Regions from separate parts of the Mus musculus genome. Here regions 1, 3, 4, 5 and 6 are each linked to region 2. The links are chromatin contacts, called in public ChIA-PET, HiChIP or PLAC-seq and promoter capture Hi-C maps. All regions are on one chromosome and are shown on one strand. The core of a region is the stretch at or near the end of the contact, and the rest is flanking DNA. Distances in the headings are between cores, read along the strand shown. Region 1 overlaps Slc13a3 (solute carrier family 13 (sodium-dependent dicarboxylate transporter), member 3). Region 2 holds the start of Ncoa5 (nuclear receptor coactivator 5). Region 3 holds the start of Trp53rka (transformation related protein 53 regulating kinase A). Region 4 holds the start of Dnttip1 (deoxynucleotidyltransferase, terminal, interacting protein 1). Region 5 overlaps Zfp663 (zinc finger protein 663). Region 6 holds the start of Zfp663 (zinc finger protein 663).

What was found. Promoter capture Hi-C pulls out the DNA fragments that hold promoters and counts their contacts. ChIA-PET counts read pairs in DNA pulled down with a chosen protein or histone mark. HiChIP or PLAC-seq counts read pairs in DNA pulled down with a chosen protein or histone mark. Capture Hi-C pulls out chosen DNA fragments and counts their contacts.
Region 1: an RNA polymerase II ChIA-PET map of memory CD8 T cells shows a contact between it and region 2, with 16 read pairs. The contact joins the enhancer-like site here to the promoter of Ncoa5 in region 2. A contact is called at or near these places in 12 of 39 promoter capture datasets (the 3T3-L1 cell line, the SN4741 cell line, cranial neural crest and 5 more), 1 of 15 datasets of contacts at CTCF or cohesin (the NIH/3T3 cell line) and 4 of 115 datasets of contacts at active chromatin or transcription factors (the NIH/3T3 cell line, craniofacial prominence, embryonic basal ganglia and 1 more).
Region 3: a promoter capture Hi-C map of embryonic stem cells shows a contact between it and region 2, with 4 times the contacts expected there. The contact joins the promoter of Trp53rka here to the promoter of Ncoa5 in region 2. A contact is called at or near these places in 21 of 39 promoter capture datasets (the 3T3-L1 cell line, 3T3-L1-derived adipocytes, the C10 cell line and 13 more), 4 of 115 datasets of contacts at active chromatin or transcription factors (bone marrow-derived macrophages, embryonic forebrain, embryonic midbrain and 1 more) and 1 of 9 other capture datasets (adipose tissue).
Region 4: a promoter capture Hi-C map of adipose tissue shows a contact between it and region 2. The contact joins the promoter of Dnttip1 here to the promoter of Ncoa5 in region 2. A contact is called at or near these places in 4 of 39 promoter capture datasets (liver, pre-B cells and stem cell-derived epiblast-like cells), 9 of 484 Hi-C or Micro-C datasets (CD4 T cells, CD8 T cells, the G1E-ER4 cell line and 4 more), 2 of 115 datasets of contacts at active chromatin or transcription factors (embryonic stem cells and memory CD8 T cells) and 2 of 9 other capture datasets (adipose tissue and liver).
Region 5: a contact with region 2 is called in an H3K4me3 HiChIP or PLAC-seq map of embryonic basal ganglia, with 2.8 times the contacts expected there. The contact joins the enhancer-like site here to the promoter of Ncoa5 in region 2. A contact is called at or near these places in 18 of 39 promoter capture datasets (3T3-L1-derived adipocytes, the C10 cell line, the HPC-7 cell line and 9 more), 1 of 15 datasets of contacts at CTCF or cohesin (the NIH/3T3 cell line), 1 of 484 Hi-C or Micro-C datasets (embryonic stem cells), 15 of 115 datasets of contacts at active chromatin or transcription factors (acute myeloid leukemia, bone marrow-derived macrophages, craniofacial prominence and 9 more) and 3 of 9 other capture datasets (adipose tissue, liver and pancreatic islet).
Region 6: an H3K27ac HiChIP or PLAC-seq map of embryonic stem cells shows a contact between it and region 2, with 5 times the contacts expected there. The contact joins the promoter of Zfp663 here to the promoter of Ncoa5 in region 2. A contact is called at or near these places in 18 of 39 promoter capture datasets (the 3T3-L1 cell line, the HPC-7 cell line, the SN4741 cell line and 10 more), 1 of 15 datasets of contacts at CTCF or cohesin (the NIH/3T3 cell line), 19 of 115 datasets of contacts at active chromatin or transcription factors (bone marrow-derived macrophages, craniofacial prominence, embryonic basal ganglia and 9 more) and 2 of 9 other capture datasets (liver and pancreatic islet).

What each region holds. Positions count from the first base shown.
Region 1 is chr2:165,450,913-165,455,466 of GRCm38.p6, reverse strand. The region is part of intron 1 of Slc13a3 (solute carrier family 13 (sodium-dependent dicarboxylate transporter), member 3); the gene reads left to right. The region is part of intron 2 of Gm14437 (predicted gene 14437); the gene reads right to left. Among named protein-coding and RNA genes, the nearest start is that of Gm14437, 11 kb to the right of the region's middle. Within about 2 kb of position 2,271, at least 65 of the 459 cell types and tissues checked have an H3K27ac peak or open chromatin away from gene starts, as enhancers often do. A contact at or near this core is called in memory CD8 T cells, where this site is marked.
Region 2 is chr2:165,032,319-165,036,671 of GRCm38.p6, reverse strand. It overlaps Ncoa5 (nuclear receptor coactivator 5), which reads left to right and starts at 1,893. Exons shown (of 8, transcript NM_144892.1): 1 at 1,893-1,989.
Region 3 is chr2:165,491,296-165,495,694 of GRCm38.p6, reverse strand. It overlaps Trp53rka (transformation related protein 53 regulating kinase A), which reads left to right and starts at 2,381. Exons shown (of 2, transcript NM_001007581.1): 1 at 2,381-2,648; 2 at 3,984-4,399. The coding sequence starts at 2,393.
Region 4 is chr2:164,744,563-164,748,818 of GRCm38.p6, reverse strand. Dnttip1 (deoxynucleotidyltransferase, terminal, interacting protein 1) reads right to left here and starts at 2,804. Exons shown (of 13, transcript NM_133763.1): 1 at 2,661-2,804; 2 at 2,042-2,112; 3 at 1,260-1,356. The coding sequence starts at 2,765. It also overlaps a transcript of Wfdc3 not described here.
Region 5 is chr2:165,347,952-165,352,357 of GRCm38.p6, reverse strand. Zfp663 (zinc finger protein 663) reads left to right here. Exons shown (of 6, transcript NM_001379474.1): 6 at 1-1,061. The coding sequence ends at 31. Among named protein-coding and RNA genes, the nearest start is that of Gm29831, 17 kb to the left of the region's middle. Within about 2 kb of position 2,662, at least 5 of the 459 cell types and tissues checked have an H3K27ac peak or open chromatin away from gene starts, as enhancers often do. A contact at or near this core is called in embryonic basal ganglia, where this site is marked.
Region 6 is chr2:165,366,930-165,371,228 of GRCm38.p6, reverse strand. Zfp663 (zinc finger protein 663) reads left to right here and starts at 2,493. Exons shown (of 6, transcript NM_001379474.1): 1 at 2,493-2,594. Gm29831 (a long non-coding RNA gene) reads right to left here and starts at 4,058. Exons shown (of 3, transcript XR_001783548.2): 1 at 4,016-4,058; 2 at 3,390-3,622; 3 at 2,578-2,870.

The sequences.
Region 1 (4,554 bases), core at 1,022-3,521, 420 kb before region 2:
TACAGGTGTGTACCACTCACCATGTCCAACTCTCCTGTTGTTGAACATTCTTGTCTTTGGTCCATTTTCAATGCCTGCCTCACTCCCTCTCTCTAGAAGGCTCTGTGTGGACGCCTACTGCCTGAGCCCCAGAGTCCACCACCCTCTACTGAATGTCTGTTTTTAGACCCATTTGTTAACTTACGTTTTATCATTTTATTTATTTTTGAGACAATGCCTCACCACACTGGCCTGGAGCTTGCAGCATAGTCCAGACTGACCTAATGCTAATCCTCCTGCCTCAGCTTGCCCGGTACTGGGATTCTGAGCATGTGGCACCTTGTCTGGGGCTCCTGTTTCTTATCTGGAGATAGTTTCAGGGAGGCCATCACCTCTGCTGTAACCTTTCATGGAGGAGCATTAGCTCTGTGGCTCCCACTCTGTAGCACAATTCTTCCTTGGGTTTATTATTCTCATCCCCGTTCCATTCTCTCTTACTCCTCCTAGCAGGTTTGTGCAGGTCAGCTGGCTGCTCACCATATCCTTAAGGCCGTTCTCTTAGAACCAAGTCTTGGAGGAAAGTGCGGGAACATTACCCTTGCACTACTGCTGGAACCCAGTGTGAAGAATGTCACATGCTAGGGCTAGGTTTGGGCTTTTATGTCTCCTTTAGTCAGAGTGCATCCCAGGCTGGGTGTGGTAACATACTCCTGTCATCCTGTATTCTGAGGTGACTTGGGACGCTGAGTCAGGGTCAACCTGGGATACACAGCAACTTTAAACTGTATCTTTTAATTAAATCAGTGATCACCAGTCCCAGTGCTGAGCACGACCATCATTGCTCTGCACCTGCCACAGACAACCTGCTTCCTGCCAAGGGTCCTGGGAGTCTCTACAGTCAGCTAACCTCTACTCTGTACTGTCACATAGCTCAGGACATCCCCTCCCCCAGGTTGCATGAACAGTAAAGAAAGATGTTGCCACTGCCCAGAAACCAATGTACTGATCTGCTCTGAGGATGCATCTACCCACATGAGGGTCCGCCTAATGCTAATCCCACAGCAGTGGCTTCGTCTTCATACCGGGGGTGAACTTAGCTCTTTTCTCTCATCATCAAAGGTGGCTTCTTGTTCTACTCGATCCCTTTTTGTGGCTGATCTCTGATTGCCCCAGCAAAGGTGATCACAGTAGAAAAGACTCATACCCATGTGCCTCCCACCTACTAATCCTGCTAACCTTAAGTGTTCAAGAGCTTTGCTCTGAATCAGGTCTGTCCCCCAGACCCAGCTTGGTTGGGAGGAGGTAAGGCACAGTGTCCCTCATCAGCAACCTGGAATTTTTAATCCATTGTACATAGGATGCTCAGCTAGGCAAGCAAAGATATTTGGGGTCACCATCAGTGTTCCAGATGCTAACCAGAAAAATAATGAAACCTGTTCCTGACCCGTGTGCTGCCCAAGGCCTGCTGCCTTTCCGGCTTCCTGTCATGGTCAATGCCTCCAAGAAGGAGATCTGTACAGATGGAGTCTGTAGGGGAGAATATGGAAATCAAGACTCCTGGGCAGACTCAGCAACCCAGGAGCTGCGACAGGCCTTGGCTTGCTGGACATGACTGAAACTGAAGGCTTTCTGCAATCCTCTATGAAGAGAGTCGGGAAGGAATAGCACCCCCATAGAAGTTGTTGGGGGACACTAACTGAGCCTATGTGTGTGAGGGGCCTGGAACTTAGGGAATGTTCTGGAAATGTCTCTGGGTGTCATTGCTACCGCCATGACATATCTACCCAATGACATGAGTCAGGATACAGAAGGAAACAGGACTCGGGCTCTCAGATGGATGTTTTCGGTAATCTCATGAACCCTGTCTTGTAAATATTCCATTCTACTTTCTTTTCTTGTAACACCCTTGTCAAGGCAACCCTGAGTTATGCTGAAATAGGAAGTGGCTTCCTTGTCTATTCTCAAAGAACAGTGTGAGCCCATAGACTGAAACAGGAAGTGGCTTCCTTGTCTATTCTCAAAGAACAGTGTGCAAGGCACAACCCTGTCAATTCCACTTCTGTTCAGCAGAGTAAAGGCAGAAACCAGCAGGGTAGGGGGAAGAAGAGAGGGGAGGAGGGGACTTAATGATTGGTTTGATTTCTTAAGGAGATATTGGAATATTTTATTTTTCTAGTTCTATTCTTAGAGCTGAGTGAGTTACGTTTTCAAGACACTTGTTTCCCTTAAGTTGTCAGCACGAGGTGGTTCAGTTTCTTTGTCACCGCTTGCTTTGATGCTCTAGTCCCCATGAGGCCTCCTCTAGGCTTTTGTCTGATGAGTCTCAGCCTGAGTGGTACTAGCCAGGAAACCACATTGTTGCCTGAGTTTTAAGCTGGGTTTTTATATGTGCACACAGCCCCCAAACACACCAACTTCCGATTAGTCAGAGGGTCCGATTTGCAAGACTCCTCTATGGCCCCACAAGTCTCCTCTGGGATCTGAGTGTCCCCTGAGAAACAAATACCCAAAGGCCGCAGGACAGGAGAGGGCCTGACCTTTGGACTCCGTGGACGTGTGCGTTTTCTGAAGTGGAGCTGAGAGTGCCTCCTGACAGGTCACCCAGCTTTCCCTGTTTGGCTTGTAGCTAATTATTCCTCTGCAATCTCAAACAGGACCTAGGGCCACACCTACCACCAAGTATGCTGTTTTGTCCTGCGGCTGGGAGTCTACAACCATGACTGCAGCCACCTGCCCTACTGCAGTTAGGGGAGATATTTACTTTCCAGTCTCTGTATCCAGAAGCTCTGGCCTAAGGTCTATCCAAGAGTACCCACCTCCATCTTCTACCCATTCACTCATCCAACCATCCATCAGTCTCTTATGTACCCACTCATCCTCTCATCTATCCACCCACTGATTCTTCCATCTATCTACTCATCCATCAATCAACAAATCTATTCACCCATCCACTCATCCATCCGACAATTCATTCATCTGTCCATCCATCAATACATCCATCCACCCAGTCATCCATCTATCCATCCACCCACTCATCCATCCATCTATCCATCCACCCACTCATCCATCCATCTGTCCATCCACCCACTCATCTATCCATCTACCTACTCGTGCATCCATCTGTCCATTCATCCATCTATCCACCCATCTACACATACATCTATCAGCCCATTCATCTGTCAGCCACTCATTCATGTGTTTATTTACCCATTCTCCACTGCAGACACAAGCACTAAGTATGTTGAAGACTATGTTAGGTTCTGGAACACAGAAGAGAATGAGACACAGCAAACAGGGACCCTCTTCTCGTGAAATTTTGGCTCTACCATGGAAGACAGCATAAAGAACTCTCATTGGATGCTGTAATCTTCTCAGATTACATTCAGTCAGGCTGATTTTCTAGCCACTTCCATGGAGTACTAGCTGAGCATAGGGAGTACTGTAGATAACTGCATCTTGAAAACCTGCATTAAACAAATGCAGATATGAGTCTGTAACCTGTCAGCATCCAATACACCTATCATGGAGCTTTAGTGGGTGCTAAGGAGAACAGTTGTTTGAAACTTCCCTGCCCTTGGAATCCACCTTGGGAATATCTTACATGACCTTAGCTGATGTGCCTGGGCATCTGATAGAGATTACATAAAACCTGATCAGTGTTGCGGTGAATCTCCAACCTAAATAAGCCTGGGGAATGATAACACAACTCAATTAATATGAATGCATGCTGTGCGCCTAGATTGGGCAGATCTACCGCTACACTACCATCTTCCCCACATTAGAGACCCCTTAGAACTTGTGGTTTCTCCAGGCCAGGTGCTTCTGCTCTACTTTCCTTCTTCGTCTCCTCTGCATCCTCTCTCTCTCTCTCTCTCTCTCTCTCTCTCTCTCTCTCTCTCTCTCTCTCTCTCTCTCCCTTTCTCCCCCAAATCTCAGCTCCACCTTCCTCTCTTTCTCTGCCTGATGGAGGAGGAGGAAAGCCAAGTTAGTCTAGTCAATGAGCTCCAGCCAATGAGAAACCCTGGCTCAGAGAAGGAAGACCACATTCCTAAGGTTGATTCCTGACATTGGCCTCTACACACCAATATGTGCACACACACGCACATGTACGCATACACACACGTGCGCGCACACGCGCGCACACACACACACACACACACATTTTACAATGAAATATATTATTTCCTACAAGAAATGGTGACTCAGACCTGTAACCCTAGATACTTGGGAGGCTGAGGGAGAAGGATTCTAAGTTCAAGGCCAGCCTAGGCTATACCATATGGTCAAGGCCAACAGGGGCAACTAGTGAAATTCTGTCTTAAAATCTACAAAGCAAAAATATAGCTAGAGACATAGCTCAGAGTCAGAGGATGATCCAGCATGTGCAAAGCCCTAGGTTCCAACCCTGGTACTTCACAAAACCAAAAACCAGACCACAACAGAACAACCTATGTTTCCATCTGCCAGCCTCCGAACGCAGCAGATGGATGCTGGGTAGACAATGGTAGCCCTTGTTAGCTGGGTTTGCCTTAGACAGGCTCTGGGTCCAGCTGGAGAGCATGACTTCTTTTTGAG
Region 2 (4,353 bases), core at 644-3,143:
ACAGCCTAGGTTCTCTGCAGGAACAGCAACTGCTCCTAACTGCTGGGCCATCTCTGCAGCCCATACCTTAGGACCTATTTTACAGAAAAAAGGGTAAGTGTCTGTGGATTTTTTTTTTTTTCCGAGATGGGGTTTCTCTGTGTAGCTCTGGCTGTCCTGGAACTCACTCTGTCGACCAGGCTGGCTTCGAACTCAGAAATCCACCTGCCTCTGCCTCCTGAGTGCTGGGATTAAAGGCGTGCGCCACCACTGCCCGGCAATCTCATACATTCTTATAATCATTTTTTACAACCGTTTCGCCTGTGTGTAAAGTTAGTTTCTAGTTACAGCCCAAGAATGACTTCTTCCCACCAGCACGCATCTCAGTGTGCAGCTACACACTCTAGTGCAATTTCTTCTTAGTTTGAGCTCTATCTTTCTGCTAGCCTCTACTCTCCAAGAGGACAGAAGGTGCTAAGATGTGCTAAGATGGTGCCTAGCACGTAGATACATATCAAGTCACAGTGTCTTTTAAGCAATTATTTTATAATTAAAAAGTTTTGAGGCAGGGTCTCCCTTGCTGGCCTGCAATTCCTTATTTATAGGCTGGCCTTGACTGCACAGTGGTCTGTCTGCCTGCTTCTGTCTCCCGAGTGTTGTTATTAAATATGTATAGTGATACCGGGCGTCGTGGCACACGCCTTTAATCCCAGCACTTGGGAGGCAGAGGCAGGCGAATTTCTGAGTTCGAGGCCAGCCTGGTCTACAGAGTGAGTTCCCAAGGCTACACAGAGAAACCCTGTCTCGAAATACAAACAAATATATATATATATATACAGTGACATACCAGATGGCTTTTGTGTTTTAATGCGTGCGTGTGTGTGTGTGTGTGTGTGTGTCTGTGTCTGTGTGTGTGTGTGTGTGTGTGTACATGGGGTTGAACTCAGGTCATCAGACTAGGCAGCACACACTTTTGTCCCCAGAATCACCTTACCAGCCACGCTTTGAGGTCTTTGTAGCAAATGTACAAGAAACAGTGAGTCAACTAGCAGAATGAATATAGGATCCGATGTTTAAAGAAACTGGGCTTCTCACAGTGTTCAAATCCCACAGTCACCAGTTTAGTTGGCCTGTATTGTTCAGGAGGAAGACGAGGCCCTACGGCATTTGAGGCACGAGGCGATTCATGTAGCCGGAGCTTTGATTCATGGAGAGCATTTACAACTGTAAATTCCAGTCCCTGTGACAAACTCTAGATTAAAAGGGGGGAGGGGGGACCCACACCTTTTTTACATGCTTCGTGGTCGACAGTAACGTTGAAGTCAATTTTTGACCTTGAATATTTCTCAAAGAAATATCTCAAGAAAAAAACCGTAATATATCTCCAGGAGCCTCTTGGCTCCTAGAGACAGCTAGGCAACTAATAGGATCCACAATGTATTTAAATGCAAATTTAAACCCAGCTTTTTCTTCACCTCTCTGCTCTCTTTGTTCCTTGTGATCAGGTTTGGGCACTGCACATTTTCCATCTACAAATGCTTGGCCTTTCGGGGCTTTAAGTTTTACAGGGATGAAAGTACTGGGGGACTTGTTCTTGTTACACAGTTATGGATGAGGAAAGGGGATCTGGAAAAGGGAAAAGCCAGACAGCAGTCCTGCGCGGGGCGCAGGCGTGGAGCGGGTCCTCCACTGAGACCCCGTTACTAGGCAACCGCTGGCGTTCTCAACCGCCGCCCCAGAACCACCGCCTCGCCCCCGTCGCCAAGGAGATGGACGCCTCAGCTCAGCCCTGCCGTAAACCCGCAGGCTCTTTACGACACTGCCGCGGCCGCCGCTGCGTGCGCGCCCTCTGCCCCTACCTCCACACTCCGCCCCGGCCGCCATTGCCTCGTGCCCGCGCTAGTCGGTTGGTGGCGCCTTTGTCCTACGGCGGGCAGGTGGGCAGAGGCCGAGGCGGCAGCGGCGGGCCTGAGGCGGAGGAGCGGCGGGGAGGCGGCCACGCCGGTAGCGGTGAGTGCCGGGGAGCGGTGGCCGTCCGCCGAGGCGTAGTACTGATGGGCAGGCGGTTGGGGGGGCGACGGGGACGCTGAGGCGGGAGGGCCCGTTCGACGCGCGGCCTGCTCTCCGGGCACGCGCGAGGCTGCGCATGCCCCGGAGCGGGGCGCGGCTGCCTCCGGCTCCGGTCCGGTCCGGTCCGGTCCGGCCCAGACCCGAGTCTGGCGGACCCAAGTAGGCGAGCGAGCGACTGACCGTGCGCTGAGGTGGGCACCGCGGCCCGTTTCGGTCGCAAGCTGCTGAGGCTTCTTTGTAGGATCGAGCACGCCCTGCACTCGAGAGTCTGTGAAGTCGCTCGCCCGGGGCTTTGGTGGGCGAGGGGAGCTCTTGTGAGTCAGTGGCACTGGAGGGCTTCGAACCCGGGTCCAGGATACCGGTCTCGGCGGCGGTGTCCAGGCGCCAAGCAGCCTAGGGAGCGCTGTCGCCCTGGGCGTATTCTCGAGATGTCAACTTGTGTGACAGCTCGCCCATTCTATGGACGTGGACCCTAGGCCCGGAGAACCGGGCGAGAGAAATTGTGCCGGAGGTTCGTACGGACACGGCGCCGGAACCTACTGGCTTCCCAGGGCCCTTCCCGCACCCCGGTAGCGGGTCAGGGGCTTTGCTTAGGACCACGTCTCCCCAGCTTCCGTCCCTCGCGCTGCACCTTTACAAGTCCGCCTACATCTGTACTAGATACCAAATGTTAAATGTTTTTCTTTAAACTGACTCTGACCCTCCCTCCTTAAATGCATTTGTTTAAGGCGGAAATTTTGAACCCCAAACGGTATAATGGAAAGCCAGTTATTTCTCTAACGCTCATAAAAAAAATAAATACCTGTCTATTAAAATAAACACTTGTGTCCTTGTTCCTCCTGAAGTTGTGCGCTCCAGGCTTTGGGAACCGCTGCCCTTGGAGTACGGGGTTAATTGTCATGTTATGTCTTTCACTGTATATGGAATTTTTCCCCCTGCGGCATTCCAGCTCCCATTGCAATGTCCCGGGGTGTCCCGGGATCTTCAGGGTGATGATAAATATTCTGAGCTTTCTCATTGTAAAAGGTTGTCCTTTAGAAGCGCTAATCTCAGGAGCTGCAAGAACCATCCCTCAGATGTACTGGGTGTGTTTCCTCGCTTTCTTACAGTATTGTGGTGTGGTAGCCACCTTGAAAGTTCATGAAAGGATGCTTCTGCAAACCCTGATGTGGCTTTTGACCACAGAACACTTAAACTTGTATCTGTCTGAGTGTGAAAAAGCAACTTTGTATCAACATTTTGGAACAAGGCTCTAGTTTTGCCTTGTGGGGATTGGAGACCACTTGACTGATGGTTAGCGTGCATGCCTGCCTTCCTTTTGGTTTGTCTCTTCCATTTAGCTCGTCTTTCCTCTTTCATATATTTTTTGAGCCCCTAGACATGCATTAGTCTCTACCGAAACATAGGAGACTGCTTCTCCTTGTATAATGTGCTAGCAAAACAACCACATTGCAAGACTAAATGGAAGGTATTTTTCTAGATATCAGCAGTTTCATGTCCCATTAGCTATCTGATCATAAATTCAGTTTTTAAAAAGTGTGAGAGCAGATTTACTTTATTTTCTGAAAGGAAATTCAGAAAAGCCAACTTGGACCATTCCAGATACCCCAGCACCAAGGGCTGTATGACAAGAAGTCTGTATTTTGGGGGGCTGACCTCAGGTTGAGCACAGAATAGAACTAAACATAAGATCATCCATTGGTCCCAAACTTCTCAGGAGCAATAATGTACAAAGAAGCAAGGGAAATTTGATTTGACTTGGAAGTCCCATTTCCGAACATCAGCAAGTGGAGCCTCATCTACCAGTGCCCCAAGCTAAATAAACAATGCTTTGCTCTGAAACTTTATTGTAAATAACTATTCCAGGCATTCCATGCCTGCGGCCTGCAGATGGCAGTGCCTTTAAAAGCTTCCTGCACTGTGAGAACTGAATTCACCTGTGCATTTAAGAATGGAAAACCTTTTACAAAAAGGAAACCTTTGGAATGTGCCCTTCAGTTTTCTTCAGGTTTTGACTCCCCACGTGACAAATGTTGTCTCTGTTTCTAAACTCACCATTGGTGCTTAGTTGCAAAGGGAATCCTCAGCTAGCAGTGCACATGGTAAATACTACTCTTTTGTTCTCTAAGTTGGTTTGTAAGATGGGTGCATTGGTGGTGTTATATGTGTTACAAAGTTTTGTGCATATACAGAAATGAGAGCTCAGTAAAATTGAAAATTTCTTGCCCAAGAACACGTTCAAGATATTGTTGGAGATGAAAGATTTCAAAAGAAAAAGTAGCTATGTTGTATAGTATCCACAGT
Region 3 (4,399 bases), core at 1,132-3,631, 460 kb before region 2:
AACCTCAAAATCCACCCCCAGTGACACACTTCCTCCCACAAGGCCACACCTATTCCAGCAAGGCCACACCTCCTAATAGCGCCAGTCCCTATGAGCCTGTGGAGGTCATTTCATTCAAACCACCACAGCAGTGTTAGAATTCTAGAAAGGCTGAAACACACAAGTTGGGAACTCCACATGTACAGCGTTATCTGTGAGGTGAGCTCTCTCAATTGCTAGTGACAGCCCTTGTCTTGGAGGCAGTCACTCTGTTACAGGCTTTTAGCCCATCGACATCCCTCTTCCTGGATAAAATTTCCATATTCTTAGGACCCCTCCCCATTATAGAAGACACTGGCTCTCTGCATTGGCTCTTGTTCTCAGCAGAACACTTGCTGTTTCTCGAGGAACATAGCTGGCCAGCCCACTTCTCACCGGTAGCCGGGAATCCCTACCAAATTCCCTTCTGATATTTCTTGGGATGGAGCCTGGAATATATGACTTTACAGTCAAACTTGCACTTTATACTACCTGCCCCTGGAAATAGCAAAATAAAGAGGGTCCCTGCCACCCACCCTTAGTCACCAGCTTCCTGCTCTCCCGCCAAGTTACAGGGGCCAGTTGTGGACCAGCCTGTCTCTCATCTCTCCAGTCAACTCATTTACTCATTCAGTGCTTTAAGGTTTCCACCCACATCTCTAACGACCTTTTCAGCACTCAGGTAGACAAGAAACTGTCAATTCCACTTCCCCATTTGGTTGTTTAAAAAAAGTCTCACACACACACACACTCATGAAATATTTTTAAAAGGTCAAAATTTGAATCTAAACGTCCCTACCCTCAACCCCCCAGTCTCACTTAGTATCAGGCTTGCAGTCTCCTGTCTGAGCATCTGAGCACTGCACAGCCTCTGAGTGTTGGGATCACACATATGCACCATCCCTAAGACACTCTAGGCCAGTACCCACCTCTTTGGTGCTGAGGGAGAGATGGAAGCAATACAATCCCTGCCTTGTGAGTAGCTACACAGCAGGAGGGTGGGGGGCTCTGTGTGATGGGAACCACTCTAGCAGGGTAAAGTGTGTTGGGGGGTGGGTGGGTCATCAATCAAGCAGTTGAACGGCCAAAACCAAAGGGAATCTGAAACAGGTCTGGAAAGTAGAAAACCAGGGCTGATAACAGTTGAACTCACTCTCCTCATAGAGGCTAGGAAGGGCTTGTCTGGGGAAGTGACCCTGCAGTGGAGAATAACCTGCAGCTCTAGGTGATATGGAGCTGGACAAACATTTCCCTGCAGAGGAAATAGCAGGTGCAAAGGCTCTGTGCCGAGGGAGCATCATGGAGGATGGGTGGGGATTCTGGAGAGGGGAGGGTTTATAAGGGATGCAGGAGTCCATGGGCCCAGTTAAGGTTTAGGTCTTTCTTCTTAGCACAGTAGGGAGACACTGAAAGGTTTGAAGCCGCTTTAAAGAGCTAAACTCAGCCTGACTTAGCAAGCCTGGCTTTGGTCAGCACCTTTGCACAGTTAGATTTCTAAGGCAAGGGTTCAGATGGGTTTGGTTACCATAGAGACGGCTGGGTGGACACAAACAATTATGATAATGAAGCTACAGACTTGAGCACTGGGGGATATAAACGAACCGGGTTCTGGGTGCGCTTTGCTGGAAAACACATTTTGCCCACACAAAGGGTCTGATTATGAAAAGGGACCTGCCATGAATATGAACGAAACCCAGGGACCACAGAGCCAAGATGCTGGTGCCATAGCAACCCGGGACTCAAGGGCTTCTCTTCTGTATTTTCAACAGAGCCCCAAGGAGCGTGGGGCAGGGACAAGGGGGTCAAAGGCCATGTGAAGAGAGCCCTGTCCACCGGCACCGCGTAATCAGCCTCTTAATTCTGATAAGCCCTCACCCTAGCAGAACCAGGCAGCCTCATTCTGTAGTTGAAGATACCGGATCTGAGAGGGATGGTGCTGGCTGCTGACAGGCTGGTGCCAGGCATCAGGTGGCGTCTCCGGATAGAAAGCTTCGCCTAGTCCCTGCCTCCTTCCCGGCTTAGAGCATGTTTCCATAGACTGAAGTGGGACACGAGTTCAAAGCTAATCTGAGCTACACCGTGAGACTCTGTCTCAAAAAAAAAAAAAAAAAAAAAAAGGTCCCAAAGCCGGAGCATCACCGTGATGAAGAGTGAGAAGCTGTTGGCCTAAAGTTGCTGAGCGCTCACGAAGACAGACAGGGAAGGGCCAAGTCTACAGGTCCTAGAGGCTCCGCTGAGCGCGGAAAGGTCGCGAGGCGGAACCAAACTAGCAGGGTGAAGTGTGTTGTGTGGGGCGGTGTTAATGGCGGAAGAGGCCGGAGGATTTCCGAAGCGAGCGGAAGCGGCGCGGTCAGGGTCGGAAGGAGTCGGAGGCATGGCTGGCACGTCCTCGGAGGCGGAGGCCGAGGCGCTGGCCGCTGCGCGCGAGCGGAGCCGCCTCTTCCTGAGCGGCCTAGAGCTGGTGCAGCAGGGCGCCGAGGCGCGCGTCTTCCGTGGCCGCTTCCAGGGCCGCGCGGCCGTGGTGAAGCACCGCTTCCCGAAGAGCTACCGGCACCCGGAGCTGGAGGCGCGGCTCGGCCGGCGGCGGACAGTGCAGGAGGCGCGCGCGCTGCTCCGCTGCCGCCGTGCGGGTGAGGGGGGCCGGACGGGGCTCCGGGAGACGGGACAGACAGGGCTGCGGGAGACCAGTGGGACGTGAGAGACGGGGCTCCGATTTCTAGGGGACAGGATCAGATGGCAATGCTTAAGGACTCAAGGCGACAGTCAGGACGCCATTCTGTTTGGTTCGCGGGGCTTGTTTAGCGCTCGGGTCCCTCCGTTTCTCATTTCTCTGTTTCTGCTTACCGTCCTTCCCTCTCCATTTGGTGGTCTTAAGCAGTAGGTGTCCTGACAGGCGGGTGGCAGGAGCCGGGCTCTGTGGATTCACATTCTCCCTGCATTGTCTCCCTCGTAGCCATTCAGCGAGTCGTCTAGCCCAGTTACCTTGTATGTCACCGGAATCTCAGGGATATTGTGGTCATTAAAGAAGGCATATGCATCACATGTTCTTATGCTGACATAGTTCAGTAAATGTTTGATTTCATTAAATTGTTATTCTTTTCTTTAAAAAACATCCACACCCCCACAAAACAACAACAACAACAACAACATTACTCCAGAGAAAATGAGACTCAAAGAGGGGAAGTGCCTGAGGTTCCACAGCTACCAGGCAGCCTGTCTGTGGCCCAGAACCACCGAGCCTTTGCTATTTTTCTCTTTAATGGTTTTTAGGTGCCCACTGCCAGGACATTGATAGGTGCCAGGAGCCAGGGGAAATGCAGAAGTGAACAGGCCTGTGCTTTTCTGCCCTAGAGGGGCAATGGAGTTATAAAGAAGTGTTCATATATTCTCCTTTACCTTTTGTAAGTTTTATCAGACATGGGTGGGGGCTACCTTGGTACCCCAGTTTCTAGGAAACTGTTCTGAACTTGGTTGACATTCAGGAGAGACTCCTGGTGTTAACTGGAGGTTTTGTTACCACTTTACAGTTGTGGAGACTGAGGCATAGAGTAGCTAAGGGAACCTTGAGGTTTCACGCCTAATAAGGGATCTGAACCTGCCTGTTCCAGAGCACAGATGAGCCTGTAAGGTGACACCCTGCTTAGCCACTTGCCTGGTGACTGTCAGGTAGAAACTGCCCAGACTGCAGGATGCTTTCCTTCTGGCTTCTTGTTTTGTTTGTTTTTAGGGAGCAGCAATGAATTCCAGTCCTCAGGTGGCTTGAGAAAGGAGGAGCAAGCCTTGATACTTCCAGACTTACCCTGGCCTGGTCTCAGGCCGTAGTCCTGCAGGGCTTTAACAGGGCAAGCTCTGGATAAATTGTATCATTTTCCACAGTAGTCTAAACCCTGTTCCAAAGCTGTCTGCCTGTGCATGAAGCTGGCCTTCATGAAGATGCGTTCCCTAACCACGTGTGTCCATTGCAGGGATAGCTGCCCCAGTCGTCTTCTTTGTGGACTATGCGTCTAACTGCTTATATATGGAAGAAATCGAAGACTCGGTGACTGTTCGGGATTATATCCAATCCACTATGGAGACTGAAAAGGACCCCCAGTGCCTCTTGGACCTGGCCAGGAGGATGGGGCAGGTTCTGGCCGGAATGCACGACCAAGACCTCATTCACGGGGACCTCACCACCTCCAACATGCTCCTGAGGCGGCCCCTGGCGCAGCTGCACATCGTGCTCATCGACTTTGGGCTGAGCTTTGTCTCAGGACTGCCGGAAGATAAAGGCGTCGACCTCTATGTCCTGGAGAAGGCCTTCCTCAGCACGCACCCCCACACCGAGACCGTGTTTGAAGCCTTTCTGAAGAGTTACGGGGCCTCGACCCAGAAGTCCAGT
Region 4 (4,256 bases), core at 1,555-4,054, 290 kb after region 2:
AATGGACAAGCGCTTTCAACAAAGAGGCAGAATAAAAAATCAGCATGCAAAACCCTACAGTCTTCCTCTGCACTGGCAGCAAACAGGTTGAGGAAGAGCTCAGAGAAAGCATTCCATTCACAACTGCCACAAAATAAACCTTCCAGTAAACATGCCTGTAAGAAAAGCTTTAAAAACTGAAGGAAATTGGTGAAGACCCTACAGGATGGGGTGACACCACTCCCCCACCCCCCCATCATGGATTGGAAAATCAATACTGTGAACTGGCATTACCAAAAGCAACCCCCATCAAATGCATGAGTGTCTCTAATAACACAGACACCCTAGCTCTGTTCTCGAGGAAGCCCGGTGGTGAGCTACCTCTTTTTTTCACTCCTTCCCTCACACTGTTTGAAGCGAGCAGGGGCACTATCTGTTTTACACACTGCCACAGGCCCAGTCATGGCTGGCAATGTGTTAATCATGAATTGGGCTCTGTACTCACGAGCTAAGTAAGTGCTTCACTAAGCTACACATAACCCCAAGGCATCTCAATGATGCTAATGGTATTTGTGAAAATGAATTTTAAAAAGGTCTAACTTTTCATGGTCTAAATAAGGGTGCTGAACACATGAAAATGAAACCATCTGGCAAAGAAAGGTATTGAAATCACCCCCAAGCAGTGAAAAAGTGATTGGGGTGTATAAACCTGTTATATCTGTGTAGCAAGAATATCAAGAGAGACTGTTGACAGGACTATCCTGCTTGCAAGTCTCCTCTATCCTCCCTCCCCTTTCCTTTCTTTTCAGAGAGGGTCTCACTCTGCAGACCAGGCTGGCCTCAAACTCCAAAGATCTGCTTGCTTCTTTCTCCTGGGTGCTGGGATTAAAGGTATATGCCACCATGCCTGTTTTTTTCTAAGATTTAAAAAAAATATATTTATGTGTACATACCTGTGGAATTTATACTCTGGTTATAATCTGCAGAGGTCAGAAGAGGGCACTGGAGCCTGCACCTGAGTTACAGGAGGCTGGGAGTGGCCTGATGTGAGTGCTAGGAACTACAATTGAGTCCTGTGCAGGAGCAGCAAGCACCCCTAACCACTGAGGCTGTATTTTCCAGCCTCCATTCTGTTTTTTCTTGTCTAAGGGGTCTTACTGTGCTGTCCAGGCTGGCTGTCAGCTGCCTCAGCCTCCTGAGTGGTCGGGCACGTACGCTGCAGCACCTGGCTGTACAGTCTTGTTTAGTAGTACAGTTGGCTTTAGTCACCAGGTCCTCACCTTCATGTACTTGTTGAAGACACCCTGGATCTCCTCATTGATGCTAGGCTGCAGGACAGCACGGAGGAGATCCATAGAGATGGCTGGGTCTGTGAAACTGGGGTTGTTGGGGAGACAGAGTCAGGGGAGTGTTCCAAACAGACCTTCCCAGACTACTCAGCTAGTTAGCAACATGGGATTCTAAAATTTATTTCATTATAACTCTGTGAAATAGGAATTATTTTCCAAGTATTTTATGAAATATAATACACACATATTTTTTCTTTTCCTTTTTTAGAGACAGAGTCTCACTATGTAGTCTGGTTGTCTTGGAACTCACTACATAGATCAGGCTGGCCTTAAACTCACAGAGGTCTGCCTGCCTCTGCCAAGTATTGTAATTAATAAATGATTATCACTATCCCAGGTCAAAAATACAAGAAGAATTCCCAAGGCCCATCCCTTCCCCAGGCTGGATGCCCCATGTCAAAGCTGAGAAAACAGAGTCTAAGAAAAGCTAAAGGCTTGTGTTAACAAACATCTCAGTCTGCATTAGAACAGATGTCTGTAATCTTGAATTCACATCCTCTGACTTACAGACTTCAATCACGGAGACAGACTAGACGTTCATTCCTTCCCTGCTTGGTTAGGATGTGGACCTGACAAGGTGACAGGAAGTTACAGCCTCCCCACTCCTGTGCTCTTTACGGGCTGTTGATCTCAGACTCCTACAGTGGGGTTCCCAAAGCACTCACTGCAGTCCACACAACTGGATCTCAGGTCTCACCCAGGTCGAGCCTTACCTTGTGGTCATCTGAGATCGGCGGCCCCTTCGCTGCACCTGCCGATGTTTTATCATTATGTTCCAAGGGTTCTGTTGGGGACCAAGTGGGCAAATGTCACCGAGGCTTCTCATAGTGAGGATGAGGAGAAAGTGAGTATGGCGCTAAACCTAGACGTTCCTGCTTCTCACTTCTCCCACCTTGGGGTGAAGGGGAATTAATTCAGTGGCTGGAAGACCCTGTCAGGGTGGAGGAACTGGGAAAATGTTTTCTGTCACCAATGTCCAAAGCTCGCTTTTTCTGGAAGAGCAAGAGGAAGGGCAGCAGTGTTTACCTAGGGTCTACTATGAGGCGGGTGACGAGTCAGGGCGTTCTACCCGCCTTTATCAGCCCATCCCACCACAACTCCAGCAAGCTCGGGTTATTGCTGTTCATTTCACAGAAGAGAAACCTGGCGCTCAGAGGGTGTCACATCAGGCCCACGTCACCTAGCTACAATCTGAATCCAGCTTGTAGCGGCACTGAGAAAACGACATTCCCAGGGCCGCACGGCCGCCGCGTTCTTTCGCCCGCGGGCCCGGGGCCCGGGAGCCCGAGGCCCTGCCCGGCCCGAGCCCCGGCCTCGCCCGGGCGCCCTCACCGTGAGAACCGGCTGGCCCGCCGCGCCCGCGTCGCCCAGCTCCAGGCCACCTCGCTCCGCCCCGCCGGGGCCCCGCGGCTGCTCGGTGTCGCCAGTCGCCCCCATGGCGCCCCCCGGCCCACAACAACCTCAGCTCGACTCAGCCACCGGAAAGCGGCGCCGTGACGTCACGGGAGCGCCCGAGCCACCCGGCCGGAAGCGCGACGCGCGTGCGCCGTGGGGTTGCTATGGGAACCGAACTGCCGCCTAGGAGCCACCTCGTCTTTGGTGTCGGGGACGACGTTGAGGCTTCCAGACCCCTGGGAGACAACGGCTGGGGACCGAGTGTGGGTGTTCGGGGGCCATTCAGTCAAGGGACGAGGGCGGTGTGAGGGCAGCAGAGCATACACTTCAGCGGGGGAGCACGGGGCTTCGGATGAGGGCAGCCCGAAGTTCAATCTTTGAAAACCGCAGGAACATCTGAAATCTTAGCACAGCCTCCCCCGAATTGGAGTAGTCTGACTCAGGAACCGGGAAAGCCAACAAAAGAAGGGGTTGTTGGTGCCACCCTAAATACCCAAACACCTAAACACCATACTACTAGCCTTTGCGGGCTGCCGCTTGTGTCGAAAGGCATCAGAATGAAAGTTGGGTTTTGGCTTGTGAACTAGTCCTGTTGCAGAGAGCTGGCCTTCTCTCCCCTAGATGGTTGATTCTGGGATAGGTAGGGGATGAAAGGTTTAACAACTGTGGCGTTCTCCAGAGCTCCTCTTAGCACTACCTCAGAGAGGTAAGCTGTCTGTGAAAGAATTCGGATTCAGTTACGGGTGATAAAATAACTCTTCTCGGGTCACAAGAAGCAGGTAGTGTAACGTATATGAATTTTGTGTTAGGAAAGATCTAGATTCCAACCTGATGTGATATGATCGTTAACGTTGGATAGGGCCTGGTGTGATAACATAACCCCAACACCGAGGAAGGAAGTAGCTGTGGTGTAGAGCTGTCTCAAAGCCAAAGGCTAAGAACATTGGCTGTGGGACTGGATCGCTTACCGCTATTCTCCTGCATACTAATTGCACGGTCATTCGTCCACAGTTTCAAGTATTCCAGCCTGGACCATGTAACTAAGGATCTGCCTCCACCTCCACAATGCCGGTTCACAGGCATGCCACAGTCCACGTTTGGTTTATGTCGTGTTGGAAATTGACCCCAGAGTCGTCATATGGTTGATACTAGGGCTGGATTATTTTATGCAAAGCACTTAAAACTTTGGTATAAGTAACTCCTTAAATTATTCTAATATAATAGTAATTTCCAGCAACCGTCACTTAAGGACTTTTTCCTCTGAAATATTATTGTATGTATTAAAATACTGCATATAAAACACATATTAGATAATCAACAATGCCAGTTTTGTTCCATGTTCCAACGTCCACTTTTATTTTTTTAGGTTTACTTATGTGTATGAGTGTTTTGCTGGTATGCATGTATGTATGTACATCATTTATGTACCTGGTATCCGCAGAGGTCAGAATAGGGTATTGGATCCTTTGGAAATAAAGTTATGGATAATTGTAAATTTCCCTGTGGGTGCTGGGAACTGAACCCTGGTCCTCT
Region 5 (4,406 bases), core at 1,413-3,912, 310 kb before region 2:
GAAATCTGAACCAACCAGCGAAGCTCACTGAATAGTGACAGCACGAAAGAGCAAGACGCTGCCATGGCAACTCGCATCGTTGAGAACTCCGCCATCAGATTATACATGATAGACGCTAGAGAATTAATGCAGGGCTAAAAGCATAAAAATATTTCAAACATGTGAATCCTTTCAACAGGTATTCAACATTGTCGAAGGAGAAAGAAATGATTTTAGTGAATGCGAAGAACAAATGTCCTTGTGGAAATATTGTCTAACTGGAAGTTATATTTCAGATGTGATGCAGAACTCATTACAGGACAGATAACAGAACACCATCTGTTCTTCAGGCAGAATGAGGCAAGGCTCTTTCATAACAGTGATAAGTGAGGCTTTACTGATCCAGTTGTAGCAAAGTCATCTTTTGCCGGTCCTGCTTCATTCTGTTCCTCATGTTTTCTCCATTTCCTTCAAGGGCATTGACGGAGATAAAGGAACAAGAGTGGAAAAGACCAAAAGCAAATTAGAGGAATCTAAGCCCTGGGTGTGAAAAGATCCTAGGAACAGCTATCGAAAACGGCACAAACAAGAGTCTATGTTAAACGTGTGTGTGTGTGTGTGTGTGTGTGAGTGTGTGCGTGCGCGTGCACACGTGCGTGCGTGTGAGCATGTGAATGTGATACCATGATGAGTTAAAAACGATGTCCAGCGGCCAGCAAGGGCTCAATGTTAAAAGCCCCTGCTCCACATGCCTCGTGACCTCTGTTTGATTCCTGGAACCCTTGTAAAGGTGGAATGAGAGAACTCACACCAGACATTTGTCCTCTGAGCCCACACATGCACAGGGGCACACACACACACACACACACACACACACACACTAATAATAATAAGTAAAATAAAAAATTTAAACGAAACCCCTAAATCTAACCTAACATCAGGCCATTTGTAATGAGAAGAAGAGAAAGAGGAGGAAGAAGAACACGCTATAAATTCAGTTGAAAGGGGGATTTGAAAGCTAGAAGATAGCAAAAGTATATATTTTTAAATTAACTCAATAAAGTGTGGCTTTGGAATGGTGAGTTGTGTGATTGTATTATTGAATTCAACTTCTGTGGAGTTTTGTACAGGGGGAATGTAGACTTTAAATATCCTCTTTATGGCCTGGGCTTCCTATGGATGGTGTAGGTTAGGGGTGGAGAGAGACAGCCTGAGTATCAGCCCTTACTTATCTTAGGCCATATGGTGCTGCTGTAACAAAATACCCGAGGCTGGTCAGTTTACATTGAAGACAAATTTGTTTCTCACAATCTGGGAGGCTAAGTCCAAGACCAAGGGGCTAGAATCTGGTGAGGATCTTATCTTTCATCTCCTAGCAGTGGACAGTAAAAGGAGGGGAAGGGGAGGGGAGATGGGCAAAACATGGGAGCAAAGCCCAGAGCTTTTGGCATTGGTGTTAATCTAGCCCTTATGCCCAGAACACCTCCCCCTGTTGCATTCGGATTAACTTTCCAACACAGAGATTTGAGGAGATGCAGTCATCGTAACCCTGTAGGCCGATGACACGTTTATCAACAGTATCCATATGTACTCAGCAAAGTCTCTCTCTCTCTCTCTCTCTCTCTCTCTCTCATACACACACACACACACACACACACACACACACACACAGTGTAACTCGCAAAGCATCATAAATCAGCCTGTTCCCTTTTTACTTTCCATGTTCCCGTTAAATGTATACTGCTGTGCTTGTTCCGCTCCTGGGCCCTGGATGAAACCTTACAAGCCAGTGTGCTTGGGCAATAAATAACCAGCAATAAATGGCTTGCTGGGCAAGTGATTGCTACACTGTTGGTGAGTCCTGCTGGGGGAGTGGGCGACAGCTTCTTTCCTCTTTGGTCCATATCTTCGAGTCCCTCGCTTTGCCATCCTGTTTCATAGCACCACAACGGCTGGGACTGGGAGGACATCCTGTTTAGTGAGGCTTGGGATGATGGACCACCTCTCTCAGCCGTTGTCCATTTGCGGCACTGATGGAGTCACGGAGTCACGGCAGGCTCGCCACTGGTTGTCCTCTGAAGCCGTGTGCCTCCGGACTTGCTGTTGGTCCCTCAATGGAAGGTGGGCTTCTTCAGAAAAATTAACTCTTCTGAGATCTTCCTGTGAGGCCTCCTGGGGCCTCACACCGAGCTCAGCTTTCTCTAGATATCTCACCCTTCTGAGAGGTTACCAGGAGAGTTCTATTACCACACCACACCCCAGTTTTTCTCCATCACTTCTCTGCAGCAAGCCAGCACAGATGGGGCTTGACCCAAGTCATCCTCACCTTTGTCTCCAGTGTCTAGATTAGGGTCATTGAATGGTAGCAATCCCCTAAGTGTCCCCAACTTCCTCCGTGAAGCCACCCCTGCCTGCCCCTGGCCTCCCTTTCTGCCTCAGAGCTTAAGAAGGTGACTCCCTCGAAAGCCCATCAAAGCAGGCTGGGGCGTGTCCTGGGACCTGGGGCTGAGAGAAACCTGGTCCTCCCTCCCAAGGTCCCCACTGACCTCTTTGTGATTCTGAATGTCCTAAGGCCTCAGTGAAGCTCAGACCCAAACCGAACTCCCAGCTCACGGCTGGTGAGGCGAAAGCAGGATCTCAGCGTAGGCGCTAAACTTGACTTCCTGGAGGATGTTCCCATAATGCACAGCAGAGGGCTCTGGTCCCAAACGTAAAGGCTACAGTTTCCCTGGACTGAAAGCTCTCAGCCCACTCCTGTCAGCTCAGCCTCCCCTCCTCCCTTTTCATTAATCTATTACACAGCGGCTCACAATGCTGAGGAGACCATTCCAGAGACTTACTTGTGTCACTACACGGGTAATTAAATTGTGTAGATTTACATTTTAATTACATACTCCTTTGTTTCTGCTTCCTTTTTTTTTTTTTCTTTTTCCAAGGGATAATACACGCATCCCCAGGAATCAATAACACCCTCGATGGGGTGAAACCTGGTACTTCTGTTCCACGAACTGCAAAATCTTACCTATTATATCTGTGTGTGCACCTCCAGAAGACAGCAATGAATGAATGAATGAATGAGTGAATGAATGAATGAGTGAATGAATGAATGAGTGAATGAATGAATGTATATACATCACAAGCAAATAAATGTCCAGCATATTTGTAATACTCTAATCCCACAGAAAAGGGATCAATTAAGACAAAAATACCTTAGAAGGTTCACTTGAGGAGCTAACATTCTAAAAATAAAGGTTTAGAAACATTGAATGAAAGAGGGAGAGTGGATTAGGAAATGAGAATGCCACAGCTGGAGAGATGGCTCAGTGGCTAAGAGCACTGACTGCTCTTCCAGTGGTCCTGAGTTCAATTCCCAGCAACCACATGGTGGCTCACAACCATCTGTAATGGGATCTGATGCCCTCTTCTGGTGTGTCTGAAAGCAGCCACAGTGTACTCATATACATAAGATAAGTAATTTAAAAAAAAATGATAATGTCACTACAGCATGCCAGAACTTAGGGATGTTTAATCAGTTCTTCTAGAATTTGGGGTGTAGCATTCTTCTGCCCAGCCTCTGCCTAGCCTCAGCAATACCTGATTCAGTCATTGCTCAGTATGGATCCACACCCCAAAATGGAAAGTCTACCGTTCCACTCTGTCCCCAAGTGTCCTCTGGCTCCATCGGCATTTCCACCCTCTTCTTCCCTATCTCACCCATAGGTCGCTGTGGGGCCCCAAGGTACTAGATCAGGTCTCACTTTGTAGGGAATACATAGGTGTGGAACTTACGGTTGCTTGCTCTCTCTCATCTGCCCTCCTTCATTTGGCGGCTGCAGGAACGGTATAAGCAGGCACAGCTGCTGCCTGAGCTGCCAGGAAACCTTGGCATTGTTTGCTGTATATTTGCTGGGCAGGCGTGTAGCATGCATGAGCTGTGGGGCCCCAGAGACTTCCACACCAATTTCAAAGGCAAGTCAGGTTGTATGTGGCCAGGTTGGAATCCCTGCCGGCAACCCTGAAGGTACCGTGTATTAGGATGGGGTGAGGGGCTAAGACAAACTGCAGTGGGGATTCCAGGGGATTAGAGATGCCAGGGTTGTGAGCATCTGCCAAGGAAAGCTACAGGTGGCAAGCTGAGTCAGCCCAGGATGGAGATAGAACTGCAGCTGGAAAGAAGTATGGCGGACTTTTCAAGACGTGAAAAGGCGCTATTCCAACATGTGACCAACTCTTCAGAGGCCTGCATCCCGCTAGTGTGACCCTTCCACGCATGAGACCATAAGGTCATGCTCTCTGCTTCCTGTCTGTGGGTCAAGATGTGAGCTCTCAGCTCTTCTTGTCTCTATGCCTTCATCTCACCATTGCGAACTCCAACCCTATGCAACGTAAGACCAAGTAAATGCTTTCTTTTATAAATCGCCTTGGTC
Region 6 (4,299 bases), core at 1,244-3,743, 330 kb before region 2:
TTACTGACATGTCAAGAACCAATTGGGGAACAAGACCTTAGCATCAGAACCACCCCTACACCCGAGTTGGTGGGCAGTTTGAGAAGGTTTCAGAGATGTGGCTTTGCTGGAGGAAATATTCATTGGAGGCAGGCTTTAAGGACTCACACCATCCCCAGTTTGTTCTCTGCTTCCTGATTTTGGTTAAAGATGTGAGCTCTCAACTGGTCCTGCAATAGAAATGTGACTTATACACCACGCACACACACATACAATTTAAGATTAAGAATATTTTATTTAAAAATACACTGCAATGAGAAATGGCTTCATGGTTAAGAACTCACAGTGTTCTTGCAGAGAGCATGGACTGAATTCCCAGCACTTATATTGAAAGACTCACACACCTACCTGTAACTCCAGCTCTGGGGGATAGAACCCCCTCTCCTGGCTTCTGCAGGCACCTTCGTATAGCACATCCCCACCCCCTCACACTCACTCACCCTGTAAGGACTACTCTTCGTTGTCAACTAGACTACATCTGGAGTGTCTAATTGTGTTTGGGTACACTTTTTTCTTAATTAAATCATTTGAAATGGGAAGACATATTTTTAATCTCGTTCTTTTGAGGTGGGAAGGTCCACCTTTAATCTGAGCCACACTTTCTCCTGGCAGCCTATATAAAGGACTCAGAAGAGGGAAGTTTACTGTGTTGGCCTGACTGCTCTTACTGATAAGTCCATTCCTTCACTGTCGTTAGAGCCTACTTCTTTGGGGTTCCAGAATGCACTGAAGATCAGCTGAGGCATTCAGTCTACTGAACAACTGAAATCTTGGACCTTCCTTTGGTAGACAGTCATTGTTGGGTTAGCTGGACATTGTTGAACTTAACCTGTAAGCAATTCTAATAAATCGTGTGTGTGTGTGTGTGTGTGTGTGTGTGTGTGTGTGTGTGTGTGATTCTATCAGTTCTGTTCCTCTAGAGAACCTTGAATCCTCACACAATTAAAAATAATGAAAGTTGTATTTATCTTATGAGTCCCATCAATCACAGAGGGAGTCAGGGCAGACACCATGGTAGAACACCACTGGTCAGCTAGCTTTTTTTTTTTTTTTAAGATTTATTTATTTATTTATTTATTTATTTATTTATTTATTTATTTAATGTGAGTACAGTGTTGCTGTCTTCAGACACACCAGTAGAGGGCATCGGATCCCATTACAGATGGTTGTGAGCCACCATGTGGTGGCTGGGAATTGAACTCAGGACCTCTGGAAGAGCAGTTGGTGCTCTTAACCACTGAGCCATCTATCTCTCCAGCCCTAAAAATAAATCTTAAAACTACATTGTAAGTTCTACCTACTTCCGTGTATTACTAACATGTTGTAATCTACATTGTAGGTTTTAACAATTGACCTATATCCCACTTTGTGGATTTTCATAGTTTTTGTAACTCAATCCCCCCCACACACACCCACACACACCACCACCACTGCATATTCCAACCAGCAAAAACCAAGAAGAGCCCACCCATCTTTGGATTTAACTCCTTCGCTCACAGCCCTGGAGAGAGAATGACCATGTTAACAAAGCACACACTCCTTCAGAGTGGCCTCCAATTGTTCTGCGAATTACATCCCAAGAAGATATTTATGAGAACGGGCGTTTCTCCAAACTTCAGCCACTCTGCACATCATATTTCCTTACAATCTTCACCTACTGTGAAGGCAAAAAAGTATTTAAAGACTTGCAGTTTTTATCTGAAGTTTATGACCAGCGCCTGCATATTTATTCCTCATTTGCATCTCCCTTTTATTACTAGTCCTTTGTATCCATAGATCATTTTTATGGGACTGTGATCTTCTTACAAATGTGTAAGAGATAATTAAATGGAGCCACTAAACCATTTCTTTCATATGCATATACTTACAAAATATATTTTCCAATCTTATTGTTTTTTTTTGTTTGTTTGTTTGTTTTTTTTTTAGATAAGGTTTGACATTTTTCTAAAGCAAGACTTCCAGTCAAGTCCTTGGGAGCCGCTAGTGTTGATCCCTGCCCATGGATTAAATGAGATAGTTCTTTTCTGTTTCCTATAAAGTGCCTGGTGACACACGGTTAGAATGTCAGGTCCCATCCATATGAGGAATATGCAGTAGTATATGCCCTGCTCCTCTCCCACCCGACCCCCACTCCCCAGGCCCCTAGTTTCCTAAGATGATTTTTTTTAAATGATTTCTTCTTTTTTTGTTTTGTTTTCTTTCCTCCCACTTAGCATCTTACATGGACCTTTCACCTTTATCCATGGTACTTGGCATTCTTAGGAACATTTGGGTTTAAGCCTGTCACAGAAGCAAGGCAACTTTCAAATCAAACTGGAAATACTCTAAATTATTAATTAAAAAATGCCCGATGGGCGGGCGCCGTGGGAACGGAGTCTGGAATGTGATGGAGGCCAAGAGGGTCGCGGGAACGGGTCCCTAGCATCTCTGCTGCGCATGTGCAGTTCATCTTCATTGTTCACTCCCGCGTCCCGCTGAGCGCAGAGGAAACCCTCAGATCCTCGGGGTCTACGCGCTGCTCAGAGACCCGGTCCCCAGGACAGGCGCGCCTAAGGGTGAGAGCCCATTTGGAGGGTTGCATTGCCAGGCTCGGGGAGGCTTACGTGTCAACACCTGCCTCGAGTGTGCTTCGCGCAGGCGGCGGTGGGCTTCTCCAAGGAGAAGAGACAGGGTTTGGTGGTCGGGACAAAGTGAGTTAGGGAAGGCATTCTGATGTCAGAGCTGCTTGCGAGGGCTCCAGGCAAGTGACTTCCACTCTATCATAGGATGAGGATAAAGTCCGATGACACCTGTCCTGGTCAGGTAGGCCAAGAGCAGCAAGGGACCTGTAGCTGAAAAGGCTGTTTTCAGAGTCTTAGTTCAAATTCGAGCACTACTACTGAGTCCCCACGGGCAAGAAAAGGACCTTAAGACTCTGCTCCACTGTCTGTACACGGGTAGGGGTTCTTCCCTGAACCTGCCTCCGGGTTGTTCTGGGCAATGCCTGAGATAGGCTTTCGATGGGATAGTGGCATTTGCTCAGAACCTGAAAGGGGTCTGTCTTCCTTCATGCCCTGTTCATTAAGCCCTGTGCACCATTTGGCTCTAAAAGCCGCTGTTAAAGAGTTCCGAAAGAGAAGAAAGACTGAGGGGGCGGGGCGAAGGGCGTGGTCTGCAGAAGAGAGTTGGGATGCAAACCCCAAATCGGAAGATAGGTTCAATTTAGTTTCCCTCCCTCCCTCCCTCCCTCCCTCCCCCTCCCTCTTATGCGTTATGGTTCACATGGCTCCTCCCCAAGGGCCACAGGACCTGCCTGGAGGGTGGAGGGCTGAGGCTCAATCAAAGCCTCTACACCCTTCTGCCTGGCCCACCTGTCTGTGCCCACTGCAGTTTACAGACAACTAAGTTAGGCTTCCAGAAGTTTTCAGCCTGTACCGGAATCACCAAAGCGCCCAGGCCCAGCAGACAGCTGGGTACAGAACTCCTGAAGTCTGCAAAGAGGCCTCCAAATTCATTTTGGGTGGTGTCACCATTGGTCTGGACATTCACTTGAGAGGGGGCGGGGTACCTTGAAGTCAGATTCAGAGTTCTCTGATCACAGATCCTGTGAGGGAAAAAAAGGACACACCAGAAGCAGGAATCTCCCCAGGGGAGGCCCTTCCTCCTCTCACTCCCCCCTCCCCTCCCTCCTCCCCTCCCTCCTCCCCTCCTTCCTCCCCTTCCGCCTCCCTCCCTCCTCCCCTCCTTCCTCCCCTTCCGCCTCCCTCCCTCCTCCCCTCCCGTCTAGGTTGCAGTGTACCACAGCTGCAGGACAGAGGCCCAAGAAACAGGCAGAGTCCACATTCAGTTTGTGAAGCCCTTGCAGAGCCTTCTTCCTGAACCATCACCCCATGAGACCCCTGCCCTTCAGCAGTGGCGTGCGCCACCTTCCAAAGGGAGGAAGTGAGTTAGGCCAGCCAAGGGAGGCAAGCAAAAGCAGCGCTTGGGCATAGAGTACCTTGGAAGATGGCCAGGAGGTGATATGAGGAGGAAGTGCAGGCAGAGGCGGTGGCCCCGCCCCCTGGAAGCTCCTCCCATAACCTGCTTCTCACACTGCTGGACCTCAGGGCTGTGCTGCCCAATCCCAGTTCAGGAGGTGTGCTGCTCTGCTTCAAAATTAGCAATCCTTAACTACTACATGGCTCACATTTCGAAACGCATCCCTCCATAAGAATGGCTCTGCTATTCCTCACCTGCATTTCCTCGGGGAGTAACAGTGGTATCTACATCATTGGATACAAG